3 separate regions of the Mus musculus genome follow, and regions 2 and 3 are each linked to region 1. A link is a contact called in public Hi-C and promoter capture Hi-C data. All regions are on one chromosome and are shown on one strand. The core of a region is the stretch at or near the end of the contact, and the rest is flanking DNA. Distances in the headings are between cores, read along the strand shown.

Region 1 (3,685 bases), core at 469-2,968:
AGTGGATATTTGTTGGCATGGAAACTAATGTGCTATTGGAATTTTATCCTGGTTTACATCTTCCTTTGTTTTGGAAAGCTTGGGATCGCTTCCAGTTTCTCAAGAGAGCTTTCCTGTCTCCTTCAGGAGACACAAAAGAAAACTCAACCATCTTGTGCCTGTGAATCAAGCCATTAGGTCACTATTTTAATTATAATATTGTATTACTTAATCTTGATTTTGTTTTTAGTCATACATTTAAAATATATGTTGATGTGAATTTATTTACACCCTTTAAAGTGCTTTGAACTTAGATCACTTTGTGATTATACAACGGAAAGTGGTGTTCTTCCTACCTGAAAGGTTCTTACAATCTCTGGAAGGCTTCTTAAAACTTTTTGGTTTTTCCCTAGTCTCTCACCCAGTTTCCCTAGAGAGATAATGTGAGAATTTCCTTTTCTAAGTCATTCTGAGGTGATGCCCCCATCACCTTTGAGAACAGCTGACTATATCCTTAAGCCTGAAGGTCCTGCCTGAGTTCTAACTCCTACCTGAGTGGATATGAAAGGCTCAGTCCATGCTGCTAGGATGAACGCTGACTTCTGAGCACTCCACAGCTTATTACTTATGAGAACCTGGGCAATCACTCTGAGTGGCAGAGCCCTCACTGGTAAAAATAAGGATAGCCCTGGCTGTGTTAAAGGAGCGTTGTGAAGGTTAAGTGGAGCAGGTGTGAGCATAACCAGCTATACAGTGGCATGATACCCAGAGGCACTGCGATGGGTTTTAACCACTTCTTAAAATGTCACCAACTGCTCTGTCTCACTTGCTTTCCTCATTAATTATAGCAACTTTAATCTGGGAAAACAGAGTACGTTTATTGCTACAATAAACTCAACCTTCAAACCCTTAAAAAAAAAAAGCCATCCAGTGAGATCAGACATACTTCAGAAACATTAGACTGGGCCAAGAATGATTCCCAGTTTTCACAGCTATAAAAAGAGAAGTACAAGACCCCATTCAAAGTTTGGGTGGAGTCAGGAATCTTTCAACTCTGCTGAGATTGGCCCATTGATAAAAATGGTTACTAGTTGCACCACATGAAAAAGAAAAGTTGTGGTGCAAGCATAACTTGGTCATGTCATACTTTTGTATCTCTTGCAGCTTGTATTAATTTACACCTATTTGGAAGCAGTAAAGCTTCTAGTTCTTGACGTCGTCGCCCTTTTTCTCACTCAAGCTGCTTCGGGTCCAAAAAAGGGTAACACAGTTCTTTTCAACTCTGCTTTAATTCTTCCAGTCCTGCAGTGTCAAACTCAGACAGTTTACCCCCAAATGTTTTTTACTTGTTTTGTCTTGGGCAATTGCCACAAACGGCAGCCCCTGCAAGGTCTACGAATTCTGGAAGTCTGGAAGTCCGCTCGACTTTAAAGAGCTTGCAGTGGTCGGTCATGCCCGGTGCAGTGCCATCCGGGTTGCAAACTCGGACCCGACCGGATCCCACCCCACCCCACCCCACCCGACCCCACCCCACCCCACCCGACCCCACCCCCATCCCCACCCCGGCCAGATGCTGCTTCTGCAGGCTTCTCCCAACAGGAGGCGCCCGTGCGACCCAGGCGCTGCGCGTACCCGTGGGGACCGCTCCGCGGGTGGAGGGAGCAGGAGGAGGAGCCGGAGGGGGCGCGGCTTCCTCCGCGTCCTGCCGGGCGCCCGCTCGCCTGCTCCGCCGGGCCGAGGCTGGCGGCCGGCGGGGGTCGCGGCGGCGGAGGCGGCGGCGGCGGCGGCAGCGCTGGCGGACTGGGCTCGGGCTCGGAGCTCGAAGACAAGATGGCGGCGGCGCTCAGGAGCCCGGCCTCCTCCTCCTCCTCGCCGCTCTCCGCCCTGCCGCTCGCCGCCTCCTCCTCCGCCGTCTCCTCCTCCTCCTCCTCGTGCAGCAGCACCAGCGAGCGCCGCGGCGCCGGGCCGCTCTCCCGGAGCTCGGGAGGGGGCTAGACCGGTCCGCGGGCGCGCAGGCGACGAGGCCGAAGCTGGGGCCGGGGCGGGGACGGCGGCGGCGGCGGCGGCGACGCCGGGTGGGGATGGGGTCGCAGACGCTGCAGATCCTCCGGCAGGGGGTGTGGGCCGCGCTCAGCGGCGGCTGGTACTACGACCCGCACCAGGCCACCTTCGTGAACGCGCTCCACCTCTACCTGTGGCTCTTTCTGCTCGGCCTGCCCTTCACGCTTTACATGGTGAGTGGGGGCGGGGACGGGGACCCGCAGCGGACGCTCGGCTGTGATCCTCGGGGGCCCGGGGGTCGCGCCCCTGTCCTCCCCGCGTCCCGCGGTCCCGGCGGCGGGCGGACGCTCCCCTCCCCCGCTGGCTCCGCTCCGGGCCCCGGGTTTCCCGTGTTTTCAGCACCTCCCTTCCCGCCGGTCCCCGGCCGGGTCCCGCTTTCCTAGCGCCTCTCGTGCGGGTCTGCGTAACTGGCGCCCCGAGGCCTTCCATCGGGGGTCCCCGGTCGTTCCCCGGGCCTCGGACTATCTACCTCCCGCTCCCCGGGGGCATCCCCGCCCGCACCTCGGCCCCCGGCTGTGTGCGGAGCCCGGGGGAGGCCGTGCGCGCTCCGGCAGAAACGGAGTCGCAGGGTGTCCCGGCTCGTACTCGCTTCCCGTGCTGGGGGAAACCCCCAGCGGGCTCGCGCCTCCGCAAACCGCTGATCGGTTGAGTGCGGGTTCCATTCGGTTCAGCCCCGCGGCGAGGGACCGCGGTGTTGTCAGGCTAGCGCTGCCGGCAGGGAGCGGGGAGATACGAGAGCCTGGCTGGCGTTTGTTTGCGTTGGTTCAAGGCCTTTGACTGGCTGGGAAAAGGAGAGTGCCGCCGCCTGTTGCTTGGTGCTCTCGGTCCAGTTTCTCTGAAGTGTTTTTGGTGTTCCCAGACGGTTTCCTTCTATAGCCAAGGCTGGCCTGAGAGTCACTGTGCAGTCCAGGCCTCAGGAGTGTTTTTAGAGGATGTTTTCCTGAAAGATGTTTGCACATTTCTTAAAAATAAAAAATAAAATAAAAGCACAATTTTAGGTGGCACATTTGAGAAAACAAAGCTTTCAAATTTTAAAGTGATTGGAAGGAAGGATATTAACTTTTATTTTCAGGGAATTTCTGCTAACTTCATGGTTCTTCAGAGGGCTAGAACAAAGGTGCTGGGTTACTAAGTCCCCGAATGGAGAGTATGAGAAGTACCGCGAGTTAGGGCAGCCTATTTGCCTCTTTTCTCAGTATCACTAAGGCAGGAACATGCCTTGGGGGATGGCGAGTGTGTGTGTGTGTGTGTGTGTGTGTGTGCTCGCGCTAAATGTCACATTGTCAAGCAGATTCTGATTTCTAATAGGAATGTGTTCGAAGGGACTTACCCCAGCTTAAAGGAGCTGTTTATTACAGGACTTGGTCTTGTCAGATTCTGAAAATTTATCATTAAATGTTATAATTTCTGTTCATTGTGGCCGATCGGGTTCACTCTGCATCAGCATCCCTTCCAGGAGTGCGATGTCCTTAATGAGCAGCTCTGTGGCTGTGGTGGTGAGGCGGCCCTTCAAGCTCACTCGCTTTCAGAGCTGCCCTCCCGGGTGTCCAGACAGGTTGTACATTAAAGGCAAAATGATCGTTGGGAGGTCAGGATTTGTTGCTGTGCTGTGTAAGGTTTGGGTCTAAGCCTCTTTGTGGAATTA
Region 2 (3,685 bases), core at 875-3,374, 370 kb before region 1:
AAACTTCTGACAAAAAGAAAATGAAAAAAAAAAAAAAAAAACTAGATAAACTCAGAAGGTAAGAAACGGGGAGAGCACCTGTGCTGCGTGTCCCTGCATGCGCACACGCTTGCACATGTACACAGGTTGAAGGGTGAAAAGTAAAACAAAACAAAAAAATCATCAAAAAAACAACATTAGATTTAGAGTCTCTGTTCACTAGATTAGTGGCTCAATTAGAGGAACTGCTCTGCTCTCTGAAAGGGTTTCTGCATCAGAAAAATGGGCCATATGCTTTTCTTCTAAGAACATTCTCTCCTCTTGTTTCCTCTCTTGCAATCTAGAGATTCACCTCTTAGGTTTTAGGGCCCTTCATTAACCACCATGATTTCTAGGTAAACAGCAGCCACAATAAAAATTTGTATTTAACAATTATACATATAAAATATTCTTAGCTACTTTTAAAAAAAATGCTATTTGGGATACATAAGACTAAATCAAAATGGCTGCTTTTATACATACATATAATATATAATTTTATATATATACACACATATATATAATTAACATGTAACAATTTTAATTTTTAAAAGTCATAAAACTGAAAGGGAGAAAGGAATCACAGGAGAAGTTGGCGGGGGAGAGGTAGGGATGAAAAGGGTGTAAACACAGTGCTTATCTATTAAATCTATATAGTAATTTTAAATAAAAAAGAATGCTATTTTGCACACATGTATGTGCATAAAGCAAACAGAAATGAACGACTAGCTAGCTGTGTGTGTGTGTGCACGCGCGCGCGCGCGCGCGCGTGTGTGTGTGTGTGTGTGCGCGCGCGCGCGTTATAAAACAGAAGAGGAGAAACCCAGAACTCAGAGGAGGATTTCTCAAATTGGGCATAGAAAGTGCTCTTTGCTTAACTTCTGGAAGGGCATCTGTAAAATAAATTAGGCTTAAGAGTTTTTTCTAGACAGAGTTCCAGAGTGTGCCTTCATAAGACTGATAGGACCATTTAAAAACTGACCAAGAAAGGAATTTCCATTTGTAAAGGAGCCTCTTTCCTGCTGGGTAGCCCCGAAAATAGGGCAGGGTGCTAAGTCTACATAGAAAGCCTAGCCCTGAGATTTTTTTTTTCTTTCCATAACATCTTGACTTTTATAATTTTGAAAGAAAATCAAATTGACTCCCATAGTGATAAATGGTAAGTCAGTAGCAACATCCGTGATTTTGAACGGCAGAGGAACTTGCAGAAATAAAAAAATTTATATATGCCTTGTAAATTGCTGTCATTTTATAAAAACGAACGCTTACCCCAAAACTCTTAAAGCAGATTGCAGAGTTCCCTAATTATCAAAACAAGATCCAGACACATCAAAGACGACTTAAAAAAACATATTACGTTTCTAAAATCAACCTTTCTTTTAGCAGTGCTTAAATACAAAAGGCACTTCACACGTGCCAAGAACCACACCAAGAAAAATGTCTTGTATTTTTAAAAGTTTTTGTTTATTTTCTTTTATATCGTAATATGCTAAAGCAAATTAACTTAACAATGATCAAACAACAAATTATGAACATAATTACTACAAATGAATGTAATTATTAAAGAAGACATTTGATTAGTCTTCTTGCAAAATCTCAACATTTAACCCAGGAAAGGTACTGTAAAACGGGGATAGTAACACGCGCGTTCACGAAGGGAAAGGAAACGGGGGGTGGGGGATGGCGGGACCCGAGGTACACTTTTGAGCGTGAACTTAAAAACAAAAACAAAAACCTCAAAGCTCCGGTGGCTCCCACAGACCCCCTAGTCAGCAGTATCCGAAAGACAGCACCAATACGCCACTCAGCCAAAGAGGGCCCGCCCCTTCCGGACTCGCAGCCCCTGCTCCCGTCACAGCCGCTCACCAACATGGGAACTCCATAGCGTAGAGTCTTGTTCTTACGCAGAGCTCGCAACACAGCGGGCGCAATCATGGCAGAAGGTGCGGCCTGCTTAGTCAGCCGCTTCCAGAGCGAGCCCAGCGCGGCCCGCAACACGTCTCAGGCGAAGTTGTAGACTCAGCGCAGGCTTTGGGTGCCAGGTCCACGCCTGATAAGCCTCCCCGAGGCAAACGGAAACGATTGGCCTTAACGCACTTCTGCTTCCTCCCTCCCCCGGAAGTCGAGGCTTCTGAGCTCTGGTTCCGTGACCTCAGGATACGCCGGGTGCAATTGGGTTTTTCGATTTGGAAAATCTGTAATTCGCATATTCTGGATCTTGACTTCTGCGACTCAAGAAACTCAGATAAAGGGCGGGGTTGGTTTTTAAGCTAATGCACAAGTAGCACCAGGTTAATGAACACATTTTAAGTCGTGGCTCATCAGTTGTAACTGAACTTTTTAAAATTTTTTATTATTTTATTTATTTACAATTCAAATGCTATCCCCCGTCCCGGTTTCTGCTCCGCAAACCCTCTATCCTACTCCTTACTCTCTGCTTCTTTGAGGGTGCTCCCCCACCGACTCCCACCTCACTGCCCTAGCATTCTCCTACACTGGAGCATCAGGCCTTCAGAGGACCAAGGGCCTCTCCTCCAATGGATACCAGATAAAGCCATCCTCTGCTACAAATGCACCTGGAGCCATAGGTCCCTCCACGCATACTCTTTGGTTGGTGGTTTAGTCCCTGGGAGCTCTGGGGAATCTGATTGGTTGTTCTACCTATGGGGTTGCAAATCCCTTCAGTTCCTTCAAGTCCTTCCCCAACTCCTCTATTGGGGTCCCTGTTCTCAGTCCGATGGTTGGATGTGAGCATCCACATCTGTATAGGTAAGGCTCTGACAGCCTCTCAGGAGACAGCTATATCAAGCTCCTTGCAACAAGCACTTCTTGGCATCGGCAATAGTGATGGCTGTATGGGTATTGATCAACAATAGGTTTGGTAGCTGCATATGGGATGGATCCCCAGGTAGGGCAGTCTCTGATGGCCTTTCCTTCAGTCTCTACTCCACTCTTTGTCCCTATATTTTCTTTAGACAAGAGCAATTTTGGATTAAAATTTTTGAGAAAAGTGGGTGGCCCCATCCCTCAACTGGGGGTCATGTCTAACCTCTGGATATGGTCTCTACAGGTTCTCCCTCCCCTTTGTTGGGTATTTCAGCTAATGTCATCCCCATTGGGTCCTGGGAACCTCTTGCTTTCCTGGTGTCTGGGACCTTCTGTTGGCTACCTCCTGTTCATCTCCCATTGCAACACACCTTTCTGTTCAGTTCCCTGATCCTGGCTCTGTACATCTCCCCTGTTTCTTCCCACCTGACCCTGCCCCCCCTTTTTTTCTTCTCCCCTTCCTTTATTCCTCCCAACCTTCCCACCCTCTATCTCCCATGATTATTTTGTTCCCTCTTCTAAGTAGGACTGAAGCATCACACTTTGGTCTTCCTTCTTCTTGAGCTTCATATGGTCTGTATAAGTTGTATCATGAATATTCCAAGCTTTTTTTCCTAATATCCACTTATCAGTGAGTGTATACCATGTGTGTTCTTTTGTGACTGGATTACCTCACTCAAGATGATATAGTCTAGGTTTTTTTTTTTTTTTTTTTTTTTGCCTGCGAATTTCATGAAGTCCTATACTTAATGAATGAACACTTGTTTTTCATTGTTTGTGTGCCTCTGGATGAGTCAAGAAACACAGAAACAAAAAAGAAGAAACAGGTCATCTAATAGGG
Region 3 (3,685 bases), core at 628-3,127, 310 kb after region 1:
ACACCACACACACACATACATACACCACACACACACACACACACCACACACACACACACACACACACACACACACCACACACACACACACACACCACACACACACACACACACACACACACACACCACACACACACACACACACCACACACACACACACACACACACACCACACACACACACACACACACCACACACACACACACACACACACCACACACACACACACGACACACACACACACACACACACACACACACACACACACACCTAACTAGTGCTTGGGGAACTGAGGAAAGAAGGGGACTGTGATCAGGATGTAAAGTGAAAAAATAATTAATTGAAAAGAAATTAAAATGAGAAAAAACTAACCAGTGTCTTAGCCATATACAGACTTTGGTGTGTGAGGGGAGTCACTATTTCCTGAACAATTCTGTATGACACTGTTATGTATTGTAGGTAATATGAAGAGGATAATAATAATTTAACGTATTCTGGAGGATATGTGCAGGTTATATGCAAATTCCATGCCATGTTTACTACAGGACTAAGAGTTTGTGTGTTTGTGACAGGGGAATAAGGGTGGTGGGTAGGTAGGTCCTGGCCACAGGCCCTCTGGTGTACTGAATGGCAACTCAATATAATTTTTTAGATTGAAACGGGAACTTGTGTTTTAATATTATTATTTTCTTCAAGTTTCATGAGAATCTCTGGGAAGTCTCTGAGCAGCAAGGTGAGATGATCTGACTTATGTAAGCTCCACACGCTACATCAAACATGCAGATTAGATATTAGTGGCAGAGTGCAGAGTAGGTAGACTACATGGAGACTAAGAGGGGGCACCATTGTGACAATCGGGTGGGGAATGGCTTGAAGCAGAGAGGAAGAGTTACCACGGGTGGACACGTTCTGAAGGAAGGGCCAACAGTATGGATTCATGGTTTGGATGTGTGCTGTGAGAAAACAGAGAAGTTAAGAATGGCATTAAGAAGTTTCCTCTGGGTTTCTGGAACTCTGGGAGGGCAGCATTCACTGAAGTGGAGGAGATCATAGCACACTGGTTTTGGGGTGGAGGATACCTTGAGCATTCTAGTTTTAGATGTGAGATGTTTGCATATTGGGGTGCTGAGTAAGGATATGGATGGACAGTCTGGAGTTTGTGGGATGTGATGACTGGCCTGGATGTGTAAAATGGGTAGCGGTCAGTTTGCCATAGTCACCAGACTGCTAAGGTCTTGAAAGTCATCACCAGCGTGGTAAGGTCACCATGAGGTGAGAGAGGATGGCATGAGGGGAAGACAGATGTCCATGGAGGTGTGAGACTAAAAGGCTGAATGGTAGGACTGACTCTTCATCAGAGGTAAGGAGCAGAAAGAGTTTCCAAAGGTGAGTCTGCTTGGCTTCGTCCCTGCTGCCAAGAGGTCCAGCCAGGTGAGGACACACAGAGTTTAGGATGAGATTTCATTGCTGTTTTTGAGGATACCAGTTCCCACGGAGTAGCCAGTGAGAGGCTGCTCCCAGTGGCTGCAGGAGAATGGAAGGGAAGGGAGGGAAGACAGCAGGGCCTCAACACGCTCTCCCCAAAGACTCTAGATTTGAAATGAAGCAAGGGCAGATGTGGAATGTAGAAAATGCCTTACTTTTACCATGGTACATGTCTTAGCTAGGGTTTCCATTGTTGTGAAGAGACACCATGACCAAGGCGACTCTTAGAAAGGACAACATTTAATTGGGGTTAGCTTACAGGTTCAGAGGTCCAGTCCTTCATCATCAAGGCAGGAAACATGGCAGCATCTGGGCAGGCACGGTGCAAGAGGGGGAGCTGAGAGTTCTGCATCTTGTTCTGAAGGCAAACAGGAAGACTGCTGTCTTCCAGGTAGCTAGGAGGGGGGCTCTCTCACTCTCACAGTCACATACTTCCTCTAACAAGGCCACACCTCTTAATAGTGTCACTCCCTGGGCCAAACATATTTGAACCATCACAGTGCATATTACAGAATGCCTATAAGTCCATGGAAGAAAAAGCTTCAGGAGCCGGGGAATGGCTCAGTGGGTGAGGTGCTCTCTGTAGTTCCGATCCCAAGAACCTATACGGTAGTGTTTATCTGCAATCCAGGTGCTCCTATGGGAGGCAGAGATGGGAGGATCCTGGAAGCTCCAGGGCAGGGCAGCCTGGAGGGTGTAGCTCAGCCATAAATGACAAAGAGAGAGACCTTGCTTTAAACCCGGTCAAAAGAAGGTGGGGACTGATCCCAAGTGTGTCCTCTGAACTCTATACACAGCGAATGAAAGCATCCCGTTCATACGCATGTGCAAAAGAGAGATGGTTCACTAGAGAGGGAAACTTCTCTGCTCTACGCCAGTAACGTACAGTTACAGAGTCGATGTCCCTCAGTTGGAGAGGATCAGGGTAGGACACAGAGCAGGAAGTTAATCTCAGCTAAGATCTGAGAGGTTGCTGTCAGTGGCAGAAAGCAAAGCAGAGAGCCTGTGTCCCGGCAGGGTAAATCAGATAGAGTGTGCAGGCACACGCAGACAGGCGGAGTGTCCAGGAAGGGGGTGTGTTCAGCTTCTTTTTTTCCTGTCCTCTTTGTTTCACAGATGAAAGGAGCAGGGGCGCTTTCAGTAACGCGCAGTGGTTTGGTGAAGGGGACCTCGTGACATTTGTCTTTATAGAGTGGAGAGGGAAGCATGGTGGCTCCTCTGTAATTTAACACAGGAAGCTAATTGATTATAAAGCAATTGCTGTTTCAGATGTATAACGAGTACTGTTCTGTAGCTGGGAGAATAAGGAATCCCACGTTAGGGCAGAGTTAAACTACATGGAGCTGAAGTAACAAACTCGTCACTTTTAACCAACACTGGATTTTGGAATCCGGCGTCCTTCATCAGGGCCTCATAAAAAGTGCTGAAAAAAGTTAATAGATTTGGCTAACACTTGGGTGGACCGTTTCAAAGAGCTCTTTGGGATTCGTAAAACAGGTGGCCTTCAGAATAGTGCAGTGTTGGTCAGCCATTGTTTAAGGGCCAAACTGTTACATTACTGAGTAAGAACTGATTTATAATATCCAGGGGTGTTAGGAAGGTCTGATCCGTAAATAGATGCATGGGCTGATGGTGACATGAGATGACTTGGTGGGTAAAGGGACCTGAGGATTGGAGTTCAGTTCCCAGAATCTACAGGATTGGAGGTGAGAACAGGTTGTGTGCTATATGCCTCTGACCTCCACATGTGCAACGTGGCATATAAATGTCCACACCCACATATGTGCAAATAAAGACATTTTTAAAAACATGGTTCAGTTCCTGATAAACTGTGAACACAATGCCATTCTATCTTCCTTCCTTTCTTTCTTCCTTCCTTCCTTCCTTCCTTTCTCTTTCTTTCTTTCTTTCTTTCTTTCTTTCTTTCTTTCTTTCTTTCTTTCTTCCTCTCTTTCTTTCTTTCTTTCTTTCTTTCTTTCTTTCTTTCTTTCTTTCTTTCTTTCTTTCTTTCTTTCTTTCCTTTCTTCCCAGTCGCCTTGGTGTAAGTACACATTAATTCGGTTTCTCTTTTACTTGAATTGACATGTTTATTTATACAACAAGGAATGTGCTCTAAGTTAGTATACAAACCAACTGCCAATAGCACATGCCTTTTAAAATTATTATTACAGGACAAGTATTTTTGTTGTCTGTGTTGTTGA

The links. Promoter capture Hi-C pulls out the DNA fragments that hold promoters and counts their contacts. A called contact is a pair of places that touch in the nucleus more often than the background predicts.
Region 2: a promoter capture Hi-C map of pre-B cells shows a contact between it and region 1. The contact joins the promoter of Cox16 here to the promoter of Pcnx in region 1. A contact is called at or near these places in 2 of 39 promoter capture datasets (the HPC-7 cell line and pre-B cells), 1 of 484 Hi-C or Micro-C datasets (CD4 T cells), 2 of 115 datasets of contacts at active chromatin or transcription factors (embryonic stem cells and memory CD8 T cells) and 2 of 9 other capture datasets (adipose tissue and liver).
Region 3: a contact with region 1 is called in a Hi-C map of regulatory T cells, with 2.7 times the contacts expected there. The contact joins the enhancer-like site here to the promoter of Pcnx in region 1. A contact is called at or near these places in 3 of 39 promoter capture datasets (embryonic stem cells, neural stem cells and pre-B cells), 10 of 484 Hi-C or Micro-C datasets (CD4 T cells, CD8 T cells, the N1E-115 cell line and 4 more), 6 of 115 datasets of contacts at active chromatin or transcription factors (bone marrow-derived macrophages, embryonic stem cells, memory CD8 T cells and 3 more) and 2 of 9 other capture datasets (adipose tissue and liver).

Annotation. Positions count from the first base shown.
Region 1 is chr12:81,858,312-81,861,996 of GRCm38.p6, forward strand. Pcnx (pecanex homolog) reads left to right here and starts at 1,719. Exons shown (of 36, transcript NM_018814.3): 1 at 1,719-2,213. The coding sequence starts at 2,061.
Region 2 is chr12:81,483,013-81,486,697 of GRCm38.p6, forward strand. Cox16 (cytochrome c oxidase assembly protein 16) reads right to left here and starts at 2,125. Exons shown (of 4, transcript NM_001309809.2): 1 at 1,885-2,125. The coding sequence starts at 1,953. The region is part of intron 3 of Gm20498 (predicted gene 20498); the gene reads right to left.
Region 3 is chr12:82,163,909-82,167,593 of GRCm38.p6, forward strand. No RefSeq gene overlaps it. Among named protein-coding and RNA genes, the nearest start is that of Gm30799, 96 kb to the left of the region's middle. Within about 2 kb of position 1,878, at least 10 of the 459 cell types and tissues checked have an H3K27ac peak or open chromatin away from gene starts, as enhancers often do. A contact at or near this core is called in memory CD8 T cells and regulatory T cells, where this site is marked.